Regions from separate parts of the Oryctolagus cuniculus genome. Here region 2 is linked to region 1. A link is a contact called in public Hi-C data. All regions are on one chromosome and are shown on one strand. Each heading gives the region's core, a stretch centred on a gene start, on an enhancer-like site or on the middle of the called end of the contact. The rest is flanking DNA. Distances are from core to core; before and after follow the strand shown.

Region 1 (4,042 bases), core at 1,444-3,943:
TAGCTGGAGCTGTGCTGATCCAAAGCCAGGAGCCAGGAGATTCTTCTTGGGAACAGAGGTCCAAGTACTTGGGCCATCTTCCAGTGCTTTCCCAGGCCGGAGAGCTGGATTGGAAGTGGAGCAGCCAGGACTTGAACCGGCCCCCATATGGGATGCGGGTGCTGCAGGCTGGGGCTTTAACCCACTGCGCCACAGTACTGCCCCTCCCTTATTTTTTTTAAAGATTTATTTATTTATTTGAAAGGCAGAATTACAGAGAGGCAGAGGCAGAAAGAGAGAGAGAGAGAGAGAGAGAGAGAGAGATCTTCCATCCGCGGGTTCACTCCCCAAATGGCCGTAATGGCCAGAGCTGGGCCAATCTGAAGCCAGGAGCTAGAAGCTTCTGCATCTCCCAAGCAGGTGCAGGGGCCCAACCACTTGGGTCATCTTCTACTGCTTTCCCAGACCATAGCAGAGAGCTGGATCGGAAGTGGGATGGCCGGGACTTGAACCGGTGCCCATATGGAATGCTGGCACTGCAGAACAGGGCTTTAACCCAGTGTGCCACAGTGCCAGCCCCCAAATCCCCTTTTTATCTACTTCTACAACTATCCCAAATAAATATTCTGTCCAAGTAGATATTGGTCTTGCTCTGCAAGGGCTCTGAGCTCCGTTCTGACCTCCTGTAGCTCTCAGTGCCTTCAAGCAAGTCCTGAAGGAAGCATGTGCTGAATATCAGCAAATGATTCCCAAGACCCATAGAAGCGTGTAAGGTTCTTTGAGATCTTAGCAGTCTCACAGTGCATTATTGTTAGGAACTAGTGTGGAATCTCTCTTCAGCTCCCCAGTCCTCTGCAGCCAACGGGAGAGGCACCTGCAGGTGGGAAGTCAGCACTACTCAGTGATTACTACCATTGCTCCTGAACCCAACAGCAGATGCATTAGCCAATGGCTGGATTCTCAGCTGAGATTTCCAAGAACTTTTTCAGGTGTTTGCTGCCAATTGTCATATTCTAGCTGAAAAGTCAAAAGTCTGTGGCAGCCCTGTAAAACACACTGTTGATGATCACCTACACAAGCAGGACAAATTTCCTGTAGTGCTTTCAAAACATAAAATGGATAGCTACTCAGAAATACCTCCCTTTGTTTTAGAGATCTTAAATAACTTTGGTGCAATACAAGACTACTGCAGAAACTTGGCAAGAAAATGGAATTAAAGGTAAGTTTATTTGGGTGCCAACTTTTTAAAAAAATCAGTGCATAGTTTTTTCATAATATGAATTTTACATAAATTTCTTTAGGACCCCCTCATATGGTTACTTCTACTTACTTTGAGACTGAATTCCCCATGCCTATACTTCCTCCCTCCCTCCCTCCCTCCCTTCCTTCCTTCCTTCTCTTTCTTTCTCTCTTTCCCTCATTTTTATTTACTATTCTAAGTTTTCTTTTCTGCTTAACTATAACCAAGTGGTGGATTGTTAATAACAAATTCAAGCTATTTTCCTTTTTGAAAAATAGTATTAACAATTGGGCAAGGTGAACATACCTGCTGCCTTTTCCTCATCTCACTCAGAAGGCTGCCAAATATAGTAAATAAAAATAGTGGAACCGAGTTAAATTGAATTTCAGATAATCAACAACTAATATTTTAATAAAAGTACATCCCATGTAATATACTGACACTAAAAGTGTTCTTTTGATCTGAAATTCAAATTCTACTGGGGCTTTTGCATTTTATTTGCCAATTCCTTCAAAGAACCTTTCTTCTTACTACATGACACTTTGGTTAGGATACCTGACATGGGGGAAAAACTCAAATGCCTCTATATGGAATGAAATAAGACATATCATTTCATCTGATAAAAAATAGTTTTATATCAGTGTTATTATACAGCCATCCAAAAAGACATTTTGTGAGGAGTGTACACTGATATGATAAAACACCATCATATGTTACATAGAAAAAGCAGGACACACAGTTACACAACAGTAGTCAGCTTTTAGAGAATGCAAACTATGTAACAGGCATGTTCTAACTATTCTTTGTATTAACCTGTTTGATACTCACAATGCCATGCGACAGGTACAAATTATTAGTCAGTGTGTAAAGATGCAAAAATTAAAGCCTCCTAAAGGTTAGCACGCCCATTAACCACATATCCATACACATACACAACATGTTACTATAATGCAAGATAGAGGAGGAGAAAAGACCAGGAGAAAATGCGGTCGGCTGTAACACTGATTGTTTTGGAATTGTTTTAAGAATACAATGATTTCCAAACCCTCCCTGCATTTTCTACACTTCCCCTAAGAGCATATATGTTGCTTTGCAGATAAAACAGTAATACAATTTAAGTGAAAATGTACATCTAACTGGAAAAATTCCACTCTCACGTTTTAGTGCCCTCGATACCTGCACGCACTATGAAGTTAGTTTCAGGACTTATGTCATTCTCCCGAGTCTTCACTGGGCAGACCCAGGTCCTGTCTCCTTTGTAATCAAGCAGCTAATTCAGTCCTGTGATCCCAACAGTCACTACACTTTTTCAAGTTCTTTCAAACAAGACCTGCCTGCGGAGGATGAAGTTGGAGACGTGTCAGCAGGAAAGCAAAAGAAATGGAGTTCCTGGGGCCCTTTGCAGGCATTCCATTAGCTAGAGCAGTGCTGGCTTTCCAACCAGCAAAGAAAAGCACAAGCAATTTGCCCAGGCCTCCAGGTCATCCCCTCGGCATCCTCCGAAGAACAAGTCAGACTCGGGAGAAACACAGACTCCTCCAAGGTGAGCTCATTATGTTGGTGTTGGCGTGCGTAGGGAGCAGGTTTGTCAGCCGTGTGTCAGGAAAAGGGCCTTGGAAGAAAATGGAGAGGGCTCCAAGCTGAAATGATTTCAGTGGTACCTATGGCATCACTAATAAGAGTTATTTTCATAGGAGACTGGCACTAGCAAAATATAAGCTTCTGGCTTTTACTTTAAAGGAAAGACGCCAGCTTCTAAGCTCATCCCATAATTGCTTCCTACGTAAGAGCAGAGGTGGTTGGTCCAGAGAACAAGCCAGAACAGGGGTGTGGAAGCCAACCCTTCTCTGCTCCTGAGGGCAAGTTCACTGGGAGGTGCGGTCCAGAGCCAGCCAGTGGATGTGGGAGATTGGATTTGAGCTCCAAAGTAAGTTGTCTTCTTCCCTTTGCAAATAGCCACCGGGTAGCTCTCTGAGAGATGCTGTGGCGATGCCTCAGCCTAGAACAAGACTGAGTCACGATCTGTACAACTCAGTGGTGCTGCCAGCCCGCCTCTGCTCTTCCTCACGGTTTTTGTTTGCTCGGGATGATAATTAGTTGTTGGCACTATGCATGTGTGTTCTCTGGGGAAAAAATGTGGGCACCTGTTATTTCTGAAAAGAGTGTTCAATGCATCCCATTGAGGTCAGATCACCACTCAGAGTCCACATGCTGGCTAGCGTGTGGTCACCTAACCCACAGCTCCCCTGCCCTCACGCTATGTTTGCTCCAGTCCAAGAAAAGGGAGCATACTTTTCAGCTCCTACCTCCTGCCTTCCATGAGTTAACAGACAGCAGCACTCTTCAGAAAGCAAGTGGGAGTTTCAGACTAAGCAAAACAGGAAGATGATCACCAATGGTTTCCAACCTGGGCTATCCTTTAGGCTCTCCTGGAAACCTTTGTGAAAAACAGATGCCTGGGCCCTACCCCCAGCAGTGGCTTAGCTGCCGTGGTCATTGGTCTCTCTAAGTTTCCCAAAGGACTTCTAATGGTCAACCAATGTTGACAACCACTGATCTTGCCCATTAAGGTCTTTCCAATGAAACTGGGGCCCAGAGAGGCTGACAGACTATCCCACGGTCACACAGCTTGCTAGCATGCCCTTCTTTGGACAGCTGTTCTCCTGACTATGAAATCCTTGAGTAGCTGAACTAGGCTGTGGACATTTAAATCCACTATGCCCTCTGTAATCAATTCCTGATGAGGACAGAAGGCAAGGACCAGAACCTCTTCCATGCTTTGTTCCATAGCCTCTCATGAGAACCATGGTTTTCAATATAAAC
Region 2 (4,013 bases), core at 83-2,582, 130 kb after region 1:
GCCGCCCGGGTCACGCCAGGTCCGCGCCGCCGCCGCCGCCGCCCTCACCGGCCTCCTCACGTGTTCTCGGCGTGGCGCGGATTAAAATGCAAGGGGGAAAAAAAGTGCACGCAAAACGGACAGAATGTTCTCTAGAAATTACAAAAGGGGTGGGGGGGGGCTGCAGATTGCACTTTGTCTTCAATGCAGAGCCGAATTTTGCTTCCGCCCCCTCCCCTACACATTCCTGACTCCCCTCCCCCCCCTTTTCCCTCCTTCTTTCCTTCCTTCCTCCTCTTCCAAGTTCTGGGATTTTTTTTTTTCCAGCCTTGCTTGGTTTTGGCCAAAAGCACAAAAAAGGCGTTTTCGGAAGCGGCTCGGCCGTGCACAAGGGCCATTTGTTTGTTTTGGGACCCGGGCAGGAAATCTTGCCCGGCCTGAGTCACGGCGGCTCCTTCAAGGAAACGTCAGTGCTCTCCGGTCGCTCTCGCCCGCCGCCCGCTGCCCATGGGGGAGATGCAGGGAGCGCTCGCCAGGGCCCGGCTCGAGTCCTTGCTCCGGCCCCGCCACAAAAAGAGGGCCGAGGCGCAGAAAAGGAGCGAGTCTTTCCTGCTGAGCGGACTGGGTAAGCGCGCCTCGGCCCCCGCGGGGACTTGGCTCCTCCGGTGCGCGCGGGCGCATGGCTCCGGCCCGGTTCTCGGGCTCGGGAGAAGGGGTGGGGGGTGGACGGAGAGCGGCGTGACCGGGCGGCGGGAGCGGGGAGGACCGGCCCGGGAGCTCCGGCCCCGCGCTGACCCTGCAGATGAGGGCGCGCTGAGACGCCTGCGCCTGAGAGAACTCCCGGGCGGTCGCACGCTCCGCCCGGCCTCGGCGGGGAGGAAACCGGGGGGCGCCGGGGCGGGGGTCCCGGGCTATCTATCGCCGAGAGAGTGCAACTGCGGGGGAGGGTGTGGGCTCGCGCAGGGCCGCCGGCCCGCCGGGCTGCGTCCGGAAGGCAGCTCGGCGCTGCTACCCTGACTTCCTCGCCGAACGGAATAAATGAGAAAAATGGAAAATTACTCCGCATCCTTTCCCGCCACCTCCGCCCGCGCCCCGGGGCGCCGAACACTGGCGAAACTGCCCTCCCCGGGCGGCTCCCGAGTCCCCCACCTCCGCCCGCGGCTCGCCCTCAGGCTGGGGACAGAACCGCCCGCCGCGGGCTGCCGTCCCGCCGGGACGCGGCGCGGCGGCCGGGGGCGGGGCCTGCGCTGGGGGGCGGGGCCGCGCCGCTCCTTTGTCGCCGGTCGGGCCCCTCCCCTGCCGGCGCAGCCTTTATAAAGCCGGGCGCGCGGCCCGAGCGCAGAGTTGGCTGAGCCGGTCTCTCATTCCCAACGACTCGCTGTGGTCTCACCGTGGCGATGACCGTGAAAACCGAGGCTGCTAGGGGCCCCCTCACTTACTCCAGGATGAGGGGCATGGTGGCCATCCTCATCGGTGAGTGCAGGAGTCAGGCCGCCGCGCGGTGCGAGTTTTCGGAAGGTCGCGGATCACGGAGTGTGTGTGGCGGCGGACGTTACGAAGCCATCTGAGCATTCGTTTATTTCTCCTCTTTCATTCACAGCGTTCATGAAGCAGAGGAGGATGGGCCTGAACGACTTTATTCAGAAGATCGCTAATAATTCCTATGCGTGCAAGCAGTAAGTTCGGGTGGGATTGCGGGAATTAAAGTCAGTAGCGCCGGCAGGGTAGCAGAGTCGTCTCCCCTCGCTGGGTTACGTCGGGGTGGAGATCTCATTTCTCCTCAAATCCTGGTTTACTTGAGACGTTTTTAACACGGAGACGGGCTTGCCTCCTTGTCGCCCGCCCTCCGCGTGAAAAACCACCTCAATTTCTGTACACAGCTGGGCTCACTGTTGGCTTCAAAGGGCCCAGTAGATGATTTTGGGTGTTTGCAGTTGAAGTCCTGGATTCTCCGGGGAAACTTCGAGCCAGAAACTCAACTGGTGGTGTTGCTGTGCCCCCTAGTGGGGCGCGAGGAGGCTCCAACGTGTGTGTGTTTTTTTTTCCTCTGCAGCACTGAAGTTCAGTCCATTTTGAAAATCTCCCAACCTCAGGAGCCCGAGCTTATGAACGCCAACCCTTCGCCTCCGGTGAGTATCGTTCCGTTTGTGAAGCATCTATGGGGGAGAATTGTTAAGTGAGTCACCTAGTATCCCTACATTGATGGATTAAAATAGCATTTCTGGAAATTAGTATGAAGGCAGGAATGTCTCATTAGTTAAGGACATAACAGGTGACATAACTAGTTAAGTATTGAGTCAGTGGAGTATTGTCTGAAGGCATATTTCATAAAAGTTTTATCCGTTTAATCTCCATACTCACTTGAAATAATGACATGGTGTGGTTGAAAAATAGTTTTGAGTGCGTTGATAGACGTATGGGACTTGCATCCAGCTTTTATGCTTTATTGTGGACGTCTGCCTTTGAAAGCGGTGACACTAAAGGAGAATGTTTTATTTTTCAGCCAAGTCCATCTCAACAAATCAACCTTGGCCCATCATCAAACCCTCATGCTAAACCATCAGACTTTCACTTCCTAAAAGTGATTGGAAAGGGCAGTTTTGGAAAGGTAATTTCAGATCCGGAGACCTTTGTATATACTCTCGTATGTGTTCATTTTACACTCTCCCTGGATGAGGACCCAAAAAGGATGATTTTTTTTTTTCTTATTGCAATTTCAGGTTCTACTAGCGAGACACAAAGCAGAGGAAGCCTTCTATGCAGTCAAGGTGTTGCAGAAAAAAGCAATCCTGAAAAAGAAGGAGGTAGGAGAAGGGGCTGGTGGGTTGGAGCTGTGAGTGGACGCTCACTGAATCAGCTTTGCCTTGGGAGTGGGTGCCAAGTTGAAGTTTGTCGCTCAGTCTGGGTTGTCATCCTCCTAGGAGAAGCATATTATGTCTGAGCGGAACGTGCTGCTGAAGAACGTGAAACACCCTTTCCTGGTGGGCCTGCACTTCTCCTTCCAGACGGCCGACAAGCTGTACTTTGTCCTAGACTACATTAACGGTGGAGAGGTGAGCGAGTGGGGAGCAGGGGCCGGTCTCTGCACAGCCTGCTTGGTTTTTTAGTCTAAAAAGGAAGTTTTCGAAGGTCTTTAGGGGGTAAAAGTTGCCGGGCTTCAAATAGTTAATAGATTACCTAGGGCTACTTCCTGCGATTGTTTTCGTTAGCTATATATGTCACTAGTGAAGTGTTTTGGCAGCCCAGACTAACTTTGTCCTGTCTCCTGCAGTTGTTCTACCATCTCCAGAGGGAGCGCTGCTTCCTGGAACCACGGGCTCGTTTCTATGCTGCTGAGATAGCCAGTGCCTTGGGTTACCTGCACTCTCTGAACATCGTTTATAGGTGAGCCAAAGAGCCCTGGTAGCCCTCCTGCTTGAGGGAGCCTTAAGATTGTGTGAGAGAGTGTGTGTGCGTGCACCTGGTCCCCTAAAACCAGATCCCCCAGCACGTGAGCTGCCTTGACTCCATGCCACTAGGGAACTGGCCAACTGGGATTGTCCCTAATCCAGACTAGATCAGCAGAACAAGGACTCCCTTTTTTTATTCACTGCACAACTGCAGTGAATTTAAAATACCTAATGCCCTTAGCAGTTAGCTTCACAGAGGACTTGTTATGAACTGAAATTAACATCAGCAACTACTCCTCTGTTCATTTTTTACAGAGACTTGAAGCCGGAGAATATTCTACTAGATTCACAGGGACACATCGTCCTGACTGACTTTGGGCTGTGCAAGGAGAACATTGAACACAACGGCACGACGTCCACCTTCTGCGGCACACCCGAGGTAGGCGCTCGCTTGCTCAGTCCGTCCAGGAGAGACTAGTGCCACAGTGCTTCTAACTTCCTGAACTCTTCAGAAATGTGCTTAGTACAGCTCAGTGAGAGCAAATTACATTCATGGCTTGGTGCATGCAGCGTGAGAAATTCTAAGACATCCTGTTGCTGTCATTGAAATGACCTATCTGTAGGAGCCACATCATAAAAGGGTTT

What was found. Hi-C and Micro-C count contacts between places; a contact is called where the count stands out from the background.
Region 2: a contact with region 1 is called in a Hi-C map of skin fibroblasts, with 2.4 times the contacts expected there. The contact joins the promoter of SGK1 here to the enhancer-like site in region 1. A contact is called at or near these places in 2 of 6 Hi-C or Micro-C datasets (ear pinna and skin fibroblasts).

The regions. Positions count from the first base shown.
Region 1 is chr5:34,560,853-34,564,894 of mOryCun1.1, forward strand. LOC108177476 (a long non-coding RNA gene) reads left to right here. Exons shown (of 4, transcript XR_007922822.2): 2 at 1,132-1,198; 3 at 2,516-2,762. Among named protein-coding and RNA genes, the nearest start is that of SGK1, 130 kb to the right of the region's middle. Within about 2 kb of position 2,694, at least 2 of the 8 cell types and tissues checked have an H3K27ac peak or open chromatin away from gene starts, as enhancers often do. A contact at or near this core is called in ear pinna, where this site is marked.
Region 2 is chr5:34,692,348-34,696,360 of mOryCun1.1, forward strand. It overlaps SGK1 (serum/glucocorticoid regulated kinase 1), which reads left to right and starts at 1,333. Exons shown (of 12, transcript NM_001082056.1): 1 at 1,333-1,452; 2 at 1,580-1,655; 3 at 2,033-2,108; 4 at 2,483-2,587; 5 at 2,700-2,783; 6 at 2,901-3,032; 7 at 3,251-3,363; 8 at 3,684-3,807. The coding sequence starts at 1,377.